Linked DNA regions of Zea mays: region 2 is linked to region 1. Evidence: chromatin contacts called from public Hi-C data. All regions are on one chromosome and are shown on one strand. The core of a region is the stretch at or near the end of the contact, and the rest is flanking DNA. Distances in the headings are between cores, read along the strand shown.

Region 1 (6,014 bases), core at 1,936-4,435:
TGCGGGCGGCAGTGCGGGCGAGAGGCCGGTGCCGGGCGATGGCGCTTGCGTCCGGCGAGAGCGGGCGGTATCGTCTCGCTCTCGCCCGCGCTGGAGCGCCCGTCTGGGCGAGAGGGAGGCGAGGCACTGGCGGGGCGAGAGCGCGGACGAGAGCGACGTGGCGCGATCTGATTGGTCCACGTGTCGCGATCTGATTGGTCCACGTGTGCTAGCCGTTGCAACTAGCCGTTTTTGACCGTTTGGAGTCCGATTAGAGTTATGTAATTTTATTTTAATTATCATGTCATTTTGTTTTAATTATTATGCACTTTGTAATTTTTAATTCAATAAAAAATATTATGGTGTGTGTTTTCTGAGCGTTGAAATAAATTAGTGTAAATTACTTAATTCTGAAATAGAAAAGCTGACGTGGCTATAGCCTGAGGCTGTAGCCTGCTGTAGCCCGTGCACTGGAGCAGTAGGGGCGAGAGTGGAGGCGAGGGCTGACGTGGCAGGGGCGAGAGGGAGCCTGTGCACTGGACTTCGGCCGGCCGGGCGTGTGGGTGTGGCGTGGTGTCGCGTTACAGTCAGGGGCGAATCTAGGGGGGTTTATCGGGGTCAGCCGACCCCGATAAATTTTATAAATCCTTTAGTAAAATACTGTTAAAGTTCATAAAAATTTATATGATATAGCAAAGATTCTCTTGATGACCCCGATCATATTATCGGCTAGATTCGCTATTGGTTGCAGTCCAGCCCCTCGGTTTCCGACCTTTATTCCAGGTCCAGCAGCACTCCTCCCTCCTCCCGGTTTCGCTTCGGACCGGGAGTGCAGTAAAATTCAGTTGTTCGTTTGACTGCGGAGTCGAAGGGGACGTTAGTCTCTGCACAGAGACGTGGTAGGAATTACAAAAAAAAAGAAAAAATTAGTGACGACGTAGTCCAACATAGTCTGAGCTGATCGAGCAGCTGGCCTCCACCGACCGAAGCTGCCCATCTCAGGAAAAAGGAACACATAATAGCACTCACACACAAAAGGCTCGTTCTCAAACCCATATTTTTTAATAAAACATGATTTCCCTTACCAATCGCAAAACAAAATTACCGCAATTGCATGACAGTGACAACAGGAAGCCAGAACATTCCATCCTCTCACACGGAATCGGCGTCGACACGATACAGCGGGGGCAAAAAAAAAAAAAAGGGCTGCGTCGATCCAAAATGCGTTCTTTTTGTTTGTTTCACTCATTCCGTCCACCCGGTGGCCGCCGTCTATTTCCAGCCTCCAAAAGGCGGAAAAAAAGGACGCGTGCAGAAATAGTCAGAAAAGAGGGATGGTACTAAAAAAACAAACAAAAAGGCACACCAGTTCACCAACTGCTGTCTCTCTGTCTCCTGCTAGCGCTGAGCGAGCGAGCGTCGGAGAATTCAGCAGTCCAGTCCAACGCGTCTTCCAGTCTTTCGCCCAAGAGCAAAGACCGCAAAGGCCACTCCTTTTTCTCCTCCCCCCTCCCCAAACCGCCGCCTCCTCTCCCCCCCTCGACCTCTCCTCTGCTCATAGTCTCACCCGAGTCACCTCCACACACACACACACACACACACACACCGATACACGGACACATACACGCGCTCTCCCTCCTCCTCCTCCTCCTCCAGTCCCGGCAACGGAAGGTCCACTGCGGCGCCGGCCTCACTGGTAAGCGTCAAGTCTGTTTCCTCCCCTTCGACGGGGCCAGCTTTCAGCAACCCGTGATCCTTCGAGCGCGATTCGCTGCTTCGTGTACCTATCGCCATGGGGATGGTCCAGAACTCCAGATGGAGACGGACGATCGATTGGCGTGGGTGGGATTGATTGATGCATCATGCAGGCGTAGTGTTTCGTTCGGGGTTTCTTCTATCTGTTCCGACGATTCCGTAAGACGGGGGGTACGGTTGGAGAAGATTCATCTTGTTGTACACATCTCTTCTTGTCTGCCTGGATTTTTACCAGCTCAATCCTCGACGGAGAAGTGGAAAAAGGGGAAAAGAAGGGATGTCGTGTGATCAATTTTGCTAATAGAGAAACGAGGAGACGGCTAGGCTATCGGCCGCTTTTGTTCGTACATCTTTTTTTTTCTTTTTTTTGGCTGACCGTATCTCTGTTTCGCACTAGCCAGAAGAAGGCATAAATGCAGACGGTTGTTGATGACCTCTAGTTATGAGTCATTTGGTGGACATGACATTCAGGGGGGCTTTTAAGTGCTCACGTAGTGTCAGAGATAGATGATAGCTGGCGTTTTACAAGTCAGTTCTGCGTTTCTGGTTAGGCCAGAACTTAACTGGTGTGACATATGAGTACGCGAGCAGTTGATGGTAGCATTCATCCTCTAGCTTCACACAGGGAGGAAAATATTCAGTGGGTTTAACTATAGGGTCGTATATATATATTCTAACGTCAGAAATGGAATATGATAACAAAATTAGGTCGAATGGCTGTAGAGTAGAGAAGGGAAGTTGTGTTCACCTGGCATTGTGATAACAAAAGAATAATTTATTTGGCATGATTGTTGGAACTTCGATTACGCTTTTACTGCCGCATGTTTGTTTATAATACGGAATGGTTCAGGATGGAAGCCTGTGACCTGTGTTGTGTCTAAAGCTGTTATATTTTTGCTGCTATCAGTAATTAACTCATTCTACAACTCTTTTCTAATAGTTATTATGTATATCTATTTGGCATTAAATATAGAGTGGTCCTTCATTCTATTGCCCATCCCAACTTTCACTTTCTCAGGGAAATATCCAGACTAGTGACAAAATCAGTGCCCCATGACCCCATCCGTAGAAGATTTCTATGCTTAACAGTCATGAACATGACATTGATGTTTGCTGAGGGCCTGAGGGGAACCTGTCAACTGTATGCAGTAAGCATGGGAGAGTTCAAATTAGTTGGGCGTATTTTAATGTTGCTTATTGAAGTGATTAACGTCTGTTCCAAAAATACATTTCTTCAAGATCTTTATGCTCCCAAGGATTATTTGATTATATACTTTTGCATTATTGGTTCATGCATGAAATCTTATGAAGAATTGGCAGATGTTCTTTAAGCATCATTATGTCCTGCCTTTTTATAAATGGAAGCATTCTAGACATCTACCATTCTCTTTAATGACTAACTAATTAATTTTCTCTTCTCAATGAAGGCATCACCATATTGCCAACCGCGCATATTTTCAGTTTGTAGAAGCCATCTTTTAAAGAACATTTTGGGCAGAGATTGCCAGTACTATTACTTGTGGTTAACATGGACTTCTCAGCTGGTTCCTACTTCACATCATGGCCTGTCAATTCTGCTTCTGAGAGCTACAGTTTGGCTGATGGTTCAGTTGAATCCTATGGAGGAGAAGGAATCATGCCACCTTCAAGCTACTTCATGACAGCCAGATCAGATCACAATTTAAAATTCAGTGTGCATGAACAGGATTCCACTATGCTTCCAAACGACCAATTGACCTATGCTGGCGCTAGGCAGACTGATCTATTACCTGGCGAGACTCCATCTAGGGATAAGCTTTGTGAGAATCTTCTGGAGCTTCAACGACTGCAGAATAACAGCAGCCTACCGAGTAATTTAGTGCCCCCAGGGGTACTTCAGCACAATTCAACACCTGGGGCCTTTCATCCGCAGTTGAATACTCCTGGACTTTCAGAACTGCCTCATGCCTTATCTAGTTCAATTGATAGTAATGGAAGTGAAGTTTCTGCTTTTCTCGCTGATCTAAATGCTGTTTCTTCAGCCTCAGCTTTGTGTTCCACATTCCAAAATGCTTCTTCATTCATGGAACCAGTAAATCTAGAAGCTTTCAGTTTTCAAGGGGCACAAAGTGATTCTGTTTTGAACAAAACAACACATCCAAATGGGAATATCTCAGTATTTGACAGTGCTGCCTTGGCATCACTACATGTAATTCTCATTACAGAGATAACTTCTTCCTTCAAGAAAACTTTATAGGAAGCTGCTCTGCTACACATTTATCTCATTCAATTAAATTAATTTTGGGTTCCTTTTGTAATACAGGATAGCAAAGAGTTTATCAGTGGTAGGCTCCCCTCATTTGCTAGTGTCCAGGAAACAAACGTAGCTGCTAGTGGTTTCAAGACTCAGAAGCAGGTTATTCATATATAAACAGTGCCATTAAAGAGAATATCTGAATTGCATCTTACTGTTAGTTTGAATTGTACCAGTAACTCAACTTTTATGCTTCAGGAGCAAAATGCAGTGTGCAACGTTCCTATCCCTACGTTCACTGCACGTAATCAAATTGCAGTTGCTGCAATGCCCGGATCACTGATCCCTCAAAAGGTTTTTATGTTCTCTCTAAAAAGAATGCATTTCTGCTCAGTCACTGTGCTCCTTTTATGCTATCTTTCAAGATTGTACGTGACGTGCGGTTGTTATTTCAAATGTTTTAGATTCCTTCATGGATCAATGAAAACAAAAGTGAGGGTCCTGTTAGCCATCCTTCTGATGTACAAATCCAACCAAATTCTGTTGGAAATGGTGTTGGTGTGAAGCCACGAGTAAGGGCTCGTCGTGGACAGGCAACTGATCCTCATAGCATTGCTGAACGAGTGAGTTTTTCTTTATGTGATCAGTCCACCTCAGTGCAAACAGAAGAGTTACATAATATTTTTGAATTATTTGTTTGGCTTGCATTATGTATCATAAGTTTGACTACAATTTCATATATGTTGCAGCTTCGCAGAGAAAAAATTTCAGATAGGATGAAAAATCTACAAGATCTTGTCCCGAATTCTAATAAGGTACATTTCTTTGGGGGTTTAACTTGTTTGGTGCATTTTCATATTGCAACTGGAGCTGCAACTGCAGTTATTAAAACTGATCATCGAGCTAATTATCAAAACTTTGCTACTTATATATGCAACGGGAACATGTATTTCTTAGTTGTGGCTTGAAATCTGCAAGTGACACAATAGAATTGAGTATTTATTAAATTTAAGGTTCTTTTTTGGGGGTTCACAATTTCAAGTCTTCAACTCTACAAATACGCTGGAGTGAATGTTGGATTTCTTTGTGCCAACAATAGTCATTACCTGTTTAGCCTTTGGTTCAGTTCAACTGTGATGAAGCTATAAGGACATGTTTAGTGTTTTTTTTGGATTGGATGTATTTCACTGGAAAGTTTTGGATCTAGTTAAAAATTGAACTAAATGCTAGGTTCAAACGAAACAGCACACATTCAGTTATCCAAAGCCCCAGTTTCTGTTGATTCAGAGCTTGTTCAATGTAGCTGAAATACCATGCCAAGGAATACAGCAGTTTTACCTTTCTTTAAAGACGTTTATTTTGTTTAATTCTCTTGAATAAGATGGAGTTTCGAATCTTATGATGCAAGCAGGCAGACAAGGCATCCATGCTGGATGAAATCATTGATCATGTGAAATTTCTTCAGCTTCAGGTCAAGGTATGGCTGTGAACAAATTTTTTTGGGAACAAGCACAAGTAACTTTTCTGGTTTGGCAAAAGATGATTAACATTCTTCCCTTTTACCTGGTTTCATTCAGGTGTTAAGCATGAGTAGGCTAGGAGCTCCAGGAGCAGTTCTTCCCCTTCTCGCAGAATCTCAGACTGAGGTGCCAAACCTTCTAATTTCCTTGCAAAAGTATCGTTGTTTTATAATTGGTGACATAGACTTCCCATCTTTTTTTCATCTGTATGCCCAACTGCAATGCCTGAGACAAATTCCGCTATGACATGCCATGATAGCTTATAACAGCAGTCATTTTTTTTGGTGCATAACATCATGCACTCCTTTAGTTCCACTTGTACTGGAGTTGAGTTTGATACGGATTTGCCTCCTGCTTTAACATCGAGATACCGGTAATTCACTTCATTTCCATGCACTGTCACGATTCATGTAGGGTTACCGCGGTCAACTTCTGTCAGCTCCAACCAACGCACAAGGATTACTGGACACGGAAGAATCGGAAGACACCTTCGCCTTCGAGGAAGAGGTTGTGAAGCTAATGGAAAC
Region 2 (5,580 bases), core at 2,662-5,161, 170 kb after region 1:
TGTTATATATAGAGTTTAATATTTATAGAGAGACAAATAAAAAGTCAAATAGAAAGTTAAAAATAAAGAGGTTTTTGGAGATGCTCTTAGGAGGGAAACAAACGCACCCTAAATCCGCTACAGCTTCCTACATATTCGCCGCTCCCCCGAACTCCCAATCTACTGTTTGGCGCGCACGACACGAACGAAATCTTCGAGGGCGCCTTCCATTGGCGCCATTATCCTTTCCCCCGTCTGCCCATTGCCGCGCCTCCAGCTACATACTTGCTCTTATCACAAATCTGTCATGCATCTAGTGTTCTTGTTCTGGCAAAGTAGAATATGCTAAGGCTGACCAGAACTACAATTCAGTAAGGCTTTGTTCGTTTGTGCCGGATTGATGGGTCGGAATGATTCCTAACCGAATTACTTTTCTAATTTATATGAACTTTGATTAGCTGTAACGATTTCGGGTGCAATCCGACACAAACGAACAAAGCCTAAATGAGATTAGATTCATGCAGTGTTATCCTTCCGGTGGTATGCATGATAAGTTGATTTTTTTTTACTGAAACTGCAGCCACTTCCAACTTGTTACTCGGCTGATTCTGTCCTCCTCGAGCTAAAACGCTAGACAGTTGGTGTTATCGATGTCGGTACATAGTGATTTGTTTTAGCTTGCGTGTCACCAGGACGTCGTTCTCTATTTACACGATATTCAAACAGTTTTGGGAAATGAAAAAAGAGGAGCTGTTGTTTGCGGCCTTTAATATTTTTTATTTTGGGAGATCCCAATTTAAGGATATTAGGAGACTAAATATAGGGAGCCGTTGCTGATGCTCTAAGAGCATCTTTAAAAGTTTTCCAGAAGTCTCCCCTAAATTTAGTTTTTTTGGAAAAGAAAACACAAAAACATGTCTTTAATTGAAGGATATGTACGTCCTAAAGGCTACGTCTATATAACAAAATTATATGTATAATATAGTAATAGTTAATGAAAAAGATGGTTCTTATTATATATTTATTTATTTTATTTATCTTAGGAATGTGTTATGCAGTTTTATTGACGATTAGGATTTAGGAGTACGCATCTCTTTCTTAAAAAAGAAAAGAAATCAGCAATGAGAAAACGGGTCTGACGATGCGTATATAGGCCTGGTTCTCAACCAGCACAGCACAGCACTCTCCGTCTCCACTGAGCTGTGGCTGTGGTTGGCCTGCAAGCCCATGCGCCAAACTGGGCCTTTATCGGGACCCCGAGCGCCCAGCGGTTCGACCGTGACCACTGACCAGCCGGCCCGGACGCCTGCCTCTCGCTCTCTACCGTTGGGCCTTGGCCTCGCGGTGCGCTTCGTGAATCGCCCGACGAGAAGCACGTGTTCGCTGACGCACGCACGGGCCCAGTAATCGCCCACCTCGCCGTCCCGCCGGGCGCCACGTTCGTCAACGGCCCGCCTAACCTCTCCGTCCCGGTTTACACTCACAGCACCCGGGGTTAGGTGAGGAGGTGCGGTGGGTGACGCACGCACGCACGCCACGCAGCTGCGCTACCGGCTGCAACGCAACTGCAGTGCCCGCGGCGGCTCGCTCGCTCGCTCGTCTGACGTGAGGCCATGACACTCTACTCGACACGGTTTCCTCGCCCCGGTTTCGTGCAGACAACTCCCAAACTGCCCCTCATACATCGAAGCGTCGTTAAACAAAGGCCGTCGTGCGTCTACCTTGAGTTTAACCCCGGCAGCAGGCTCATCCGACGACCTGTCCTGTCCTGTCCCTGCGACGGAGACCGACTGACTTTCGCCCAAGAAACTTCGCACTAGCTAGCGCGCGCGTGGCAACGGCAAGGCGGCCGGCCTGGTCGTGCGACCCCGTTGGCCGCCACGACGACTCCACCGCGCATTGCCTCTGCATCTCGGCTCTCTCACACGTGGTTGACTGACCGACCGGTGACTGCATGCATGCGGTTTCAAGTCAATTGCTGCTTAATTTAAGGGAGGAGACGAGACGAGACGGACGGGGGAGGGCGGGGCCAGAGCTCGTACTCCGCATGCCCGCGAGCCGCCGTCTCAGGCCTCCGGCTAGCCTCCACGCGCCGCCGTGTTTGATCGGCAAGCGACGACGACCGGAGATGTGACGGGACTGGACCAAGGACGGCAACAGGATTAGGAGTGCTGGGCCCTGAAGTGCAGGGGACAGGTTTTCGTCAGCTGGAACCGAACTCTTTTGCCGGAAACGCGTAGACCTTGTCCCCCGCACACTTGCCACTCCGGCCAGCCTACGGTTTTTTTTCCACTTTGTTAGGCACGTTTCATTCATCTATCTTTCCGTCGGCAAGGCAATCACCTTTTTTGAGTTGGTAAGTACAGTTTGACCATTTCTACTAGGAGTACCACGGTCCTGACTGAAGACGGTAGTTAGTGACTGACAGCAACAAGTGAGTAGTGACCCATTTTTTACTGCGGCTCCTAAAGAAACCGAACGTGTTCAAGTGGAACACATGCACCTCATAGCAAGGAAACATCCTTGACCAGAGAAGGCACACGAAGTCTAAATTTCAAGAAAAGAGACTCCTGATTAACATATGAACAAATTCACCATTCATCCCCACCACCAACGGCAACCAATCAACACCAATATTTTCCTCTGTTTACATAGGAATTTTCGAACCAAAAAACTCCTTTTTCGAATCATGAAAGGTAAAAGAAAAAAAAGGGGGAAGAAGAAAGAATGAACGCATGCGCTGCGCGCGCTCCGGCGATCGGCGAGTCGGGCCAAATGCGTCCCGGAGCAGAGCTCGGGATGGGGGGGATCTGGATGGATCAGTGCGCGTGCGCCGACGGAGGCGTCTTCGGAGTCTTTGGCGGGCGGGCGGTGGCGGCGGCGGCGGCCTCGCCCCCCGCGAGCCCCTGTTCGATGTCGCGCGGGCTGTAGGAGGAGGAGGTGCCGACCATGGCCTGCTTTCCTCTGCTCAGCAGCCGGCGCAGCGACCGCAGCCTGGCGGACACCGGGGACCGCATCTCGTCGGCGCTCCCGGGCATCCGGCTGGCCGGCAGCGGGGAGTTGGCGGGCGGCGGCGTGGTCGTGGTCGTGGCCACGGCCCGCGTCGGGATGTCGATGACCAGGTTCTCCTTCCTGCGCCCGGAGGCCGAGGAGCTGGCCGACGGGGCGGCGCGCGGCGGCGCGACGAGCCCGGCGTTGGTGACCTCGTCGTGGGTGCCCCAGAACAGGACGTTGGTGGGGAACACGGGCAACTCCAGCGGCGCGCCGGAGGGCTCCTCCCGCGGCAGCGCGTCGAGGTCGCCCACGGGGGCGCGGCAGAGGGGGCACGTGTCGTGGGAATGGAACCACATGTCGATGCACTCCACGTGGAACCCGTGGGAGCACTTGGGCAGCGTCCGCACCTTCTCGCCGTCGCCCACCTCGGACAGGCACACCGCGCACTCCAGCGCGTCCTTGTCCTTGCCGCCGGGGGAGCCGTAGACGGTGACGGGGAGGGATTGCAGGACGGAGGCGGGCAGGCCGCGCTGCGGGAGCGGGGACGCGGCAACGAAGAGGAACCGCGAGGACGGCGACGACGGCGCCAGCAGCGGGTTCGCGCCCAGGTAGCGCTTGGCGTAGAGGTAGAGGAGGAAGACGAAGACGACGACCATGAAGAGGAAGATGACGGCGGCGAGGAGCACCCCGTTGCTGATGGCCAGCTGCTGCTGCCCCGAGCTACCCGGGGCCGGGAACATGCCGTCGCTGCTGCTGGCGCTTTGCCACGCCGGCGGCGAGGGCGCCGCCGCCGCCGAGACCGAGGACGTCCTAGGGATCATGGCTGCCTGCCTTCAACGAACGGACTTATCGCGGCGCTTTTGTTTCTTGCCGCTGGCTGACGACGCCGCAGGCGCAGCTGATGAGCGAAGCGGAGAGGAGACGACTACGGGACACGGGAAGGGAGGGACTGAGAGGAGCGACGAGCAGGAAGGAACGCACACACTCTGTATTTGAAGGTGTGCGTGGTGAGGCCAAGGCGGCTTGCCGTGGTGGGATCCTCTGCGGCGCGGCATGGGGTGACTGGGCCACGGCATGCCATGCCCCCCCCCCCCCCCCCCCCGCCTCCCTAGCGCAGAGGATCCTGGTATGCGTGGCGGACTTTGTCACCCAGTGGTTGCGGGGCTTTGGGATCCGCGGAACGAGACAACGCCCCGGTCGCGGGTCGCCTCGGTCTGTTTTGACTGCTCTGCCGCCCGCTTCTGCTGTGCTGGGCCTTCAACGTGCACTCCCACTCGGCTGCCACGAACCTCGGCGGCGGCCTCGCAGAAGCATCCAACTGGCGGCGCGCCGAGCCGCGGCCAGCAGAGACCGGAAAGGCTGCCACCGCGCCGGGGCGAGGAAGGCGTAGCCGTCGTTGCTGGGCGACGGACGGGGCGGGCCTGCCGCCGGCCGGTCGTCGACGACCGGGGCGTCTACCGTCTACGAGATTTCCGTTTCCCGTGCGAAATCTCTCGCGTTTGACGTGTGTGCGTGGCTGGCCGGACGGGGGGCGTGCGTCGATAGCCAAGCCTCCTCTGCTGCCAGCGTGTCCTTCGCTCTGTTTCAACGGACGATCGACTCGACTACTAGTTTGTTAAAAGGGATATCGTATATGGTGAGAAATAATAATCGGATATATAGGGCCTGTTTGTTTCAGCTTCTAGCAGCTTCTGGCCACCAAAAGCTGCTGCGGACTGCCAAACGCTCAGCTTTTCAGCCAGCTTCTATAAAATTCGTTGGGGGCAAAAACCATCCAAAATCAACATAAACACATAATTGGTTGAGTTGTTGTAATAGTAGGAATCCGTCACTTTCTAGATCCTGACCCCTATGAACAACTTTATCTTCCTACACACGTAATCGTAATGATACTCAGATTCTTTCCACAGCCAGATTCTCCCCACAGGCGGCCACCGCGACGGAATGCCGGGGCTTTTGCGCTGCATCTCGGGCAGAAAGGAAAGGTCGTGGTCGCTGTGCCGGAACTCATGGCATTGGCAGCACGGCGAACGCTCTCGGTCGTCGGTTAGAGCTTAGCAATTCCACCGTTTTAACTATAACCTTTTTCTTTTTAGGTGCAATGGATTTTGAAGATGTACTGGCCTAGTGGCCTTGACCCTATTCGCACCGCAGTTGACTCGGGGATAAAACGGACGCAAAGCTTTGACTTTGATGCGTATGGGCTTTATTCGGCCTTTCGACACAAACACAAGCTAGGCCCACGTCCCAGGCCTTTCTGCTCCAATAAGGCCCGGCTTGCGGACAAGCCCGTCGGGGGCGATCCAACCCCCATTTCCAAGCTCCCGTTACATAAATAGAGAGAAACGAGCTGTAAAGAAGAAGAAAAAAAACAAGCTATTCTCGAGCTATGTTAGCTTAGGGCGCTGGGATGCCCGACACGGTATCACGATCGGCATGGCCCATTTAAAACCACCCGTGTCGTGTTTGGACTGAAACTTCGGTCCGGACCAAAGTAACACAGTATGCTAAGTTTTTAAAACCCAAGTGACACAGCATAACGTGTCTGAAGACTCCGCGACCGCGTACCAGGGCACACGACACACGCGAGAGAGGCTCCAGCGTAAC

The links. Hi-C and Micro-C count contacts between places; a contact is called where the count stands out from the background.
Region 2: a Hi-C map of bundle sheath shows a contact between it and region 1, with 2.6 times the contacts expected there. The contact joins the promoter of LOC107521953 here to the promoter of LOC732777 in region 1. A contact is called at or near these places in 2 of 25 Hi-C or Micro-C datasets (bundle sheath and tassel).

The regions. Positions count from the first base shown.
Region 1 is chr9:12,901,781-12,907,794 of Zm-B73-REFERENCE-NAM-5.0, forward strand. It overlaps LOC732777 (bHLH transcription factor PTF1), which reads left to right and starts at 3,186. Exons shown (of 8, transcript NM_001112397.1): 1 at 3,186-3,922; 2 at 4,037-4,129; 3 at 4,226-4,321; 4 at 4,432-4,590; 5 at 4,717-4,782; 6 at 5,379-5,444; 7 at 5,545-5,613; 8 at 5,902-6,014. The coding sequence starts at 3,263.
Region 2 is chr9:13,072,835-13,078,414 of Zm-B73-REFERENCE-NAM-5.0, forward strand. LOC107521953 (Zinc finger nuclease2) reads right to left here and starts at 3,912. Exons shown (of 1, transcript NM_001321755.1): 1 at 2,557-3,912. The coding sequence starts at 3,794. The coding sequence ends at 2,799.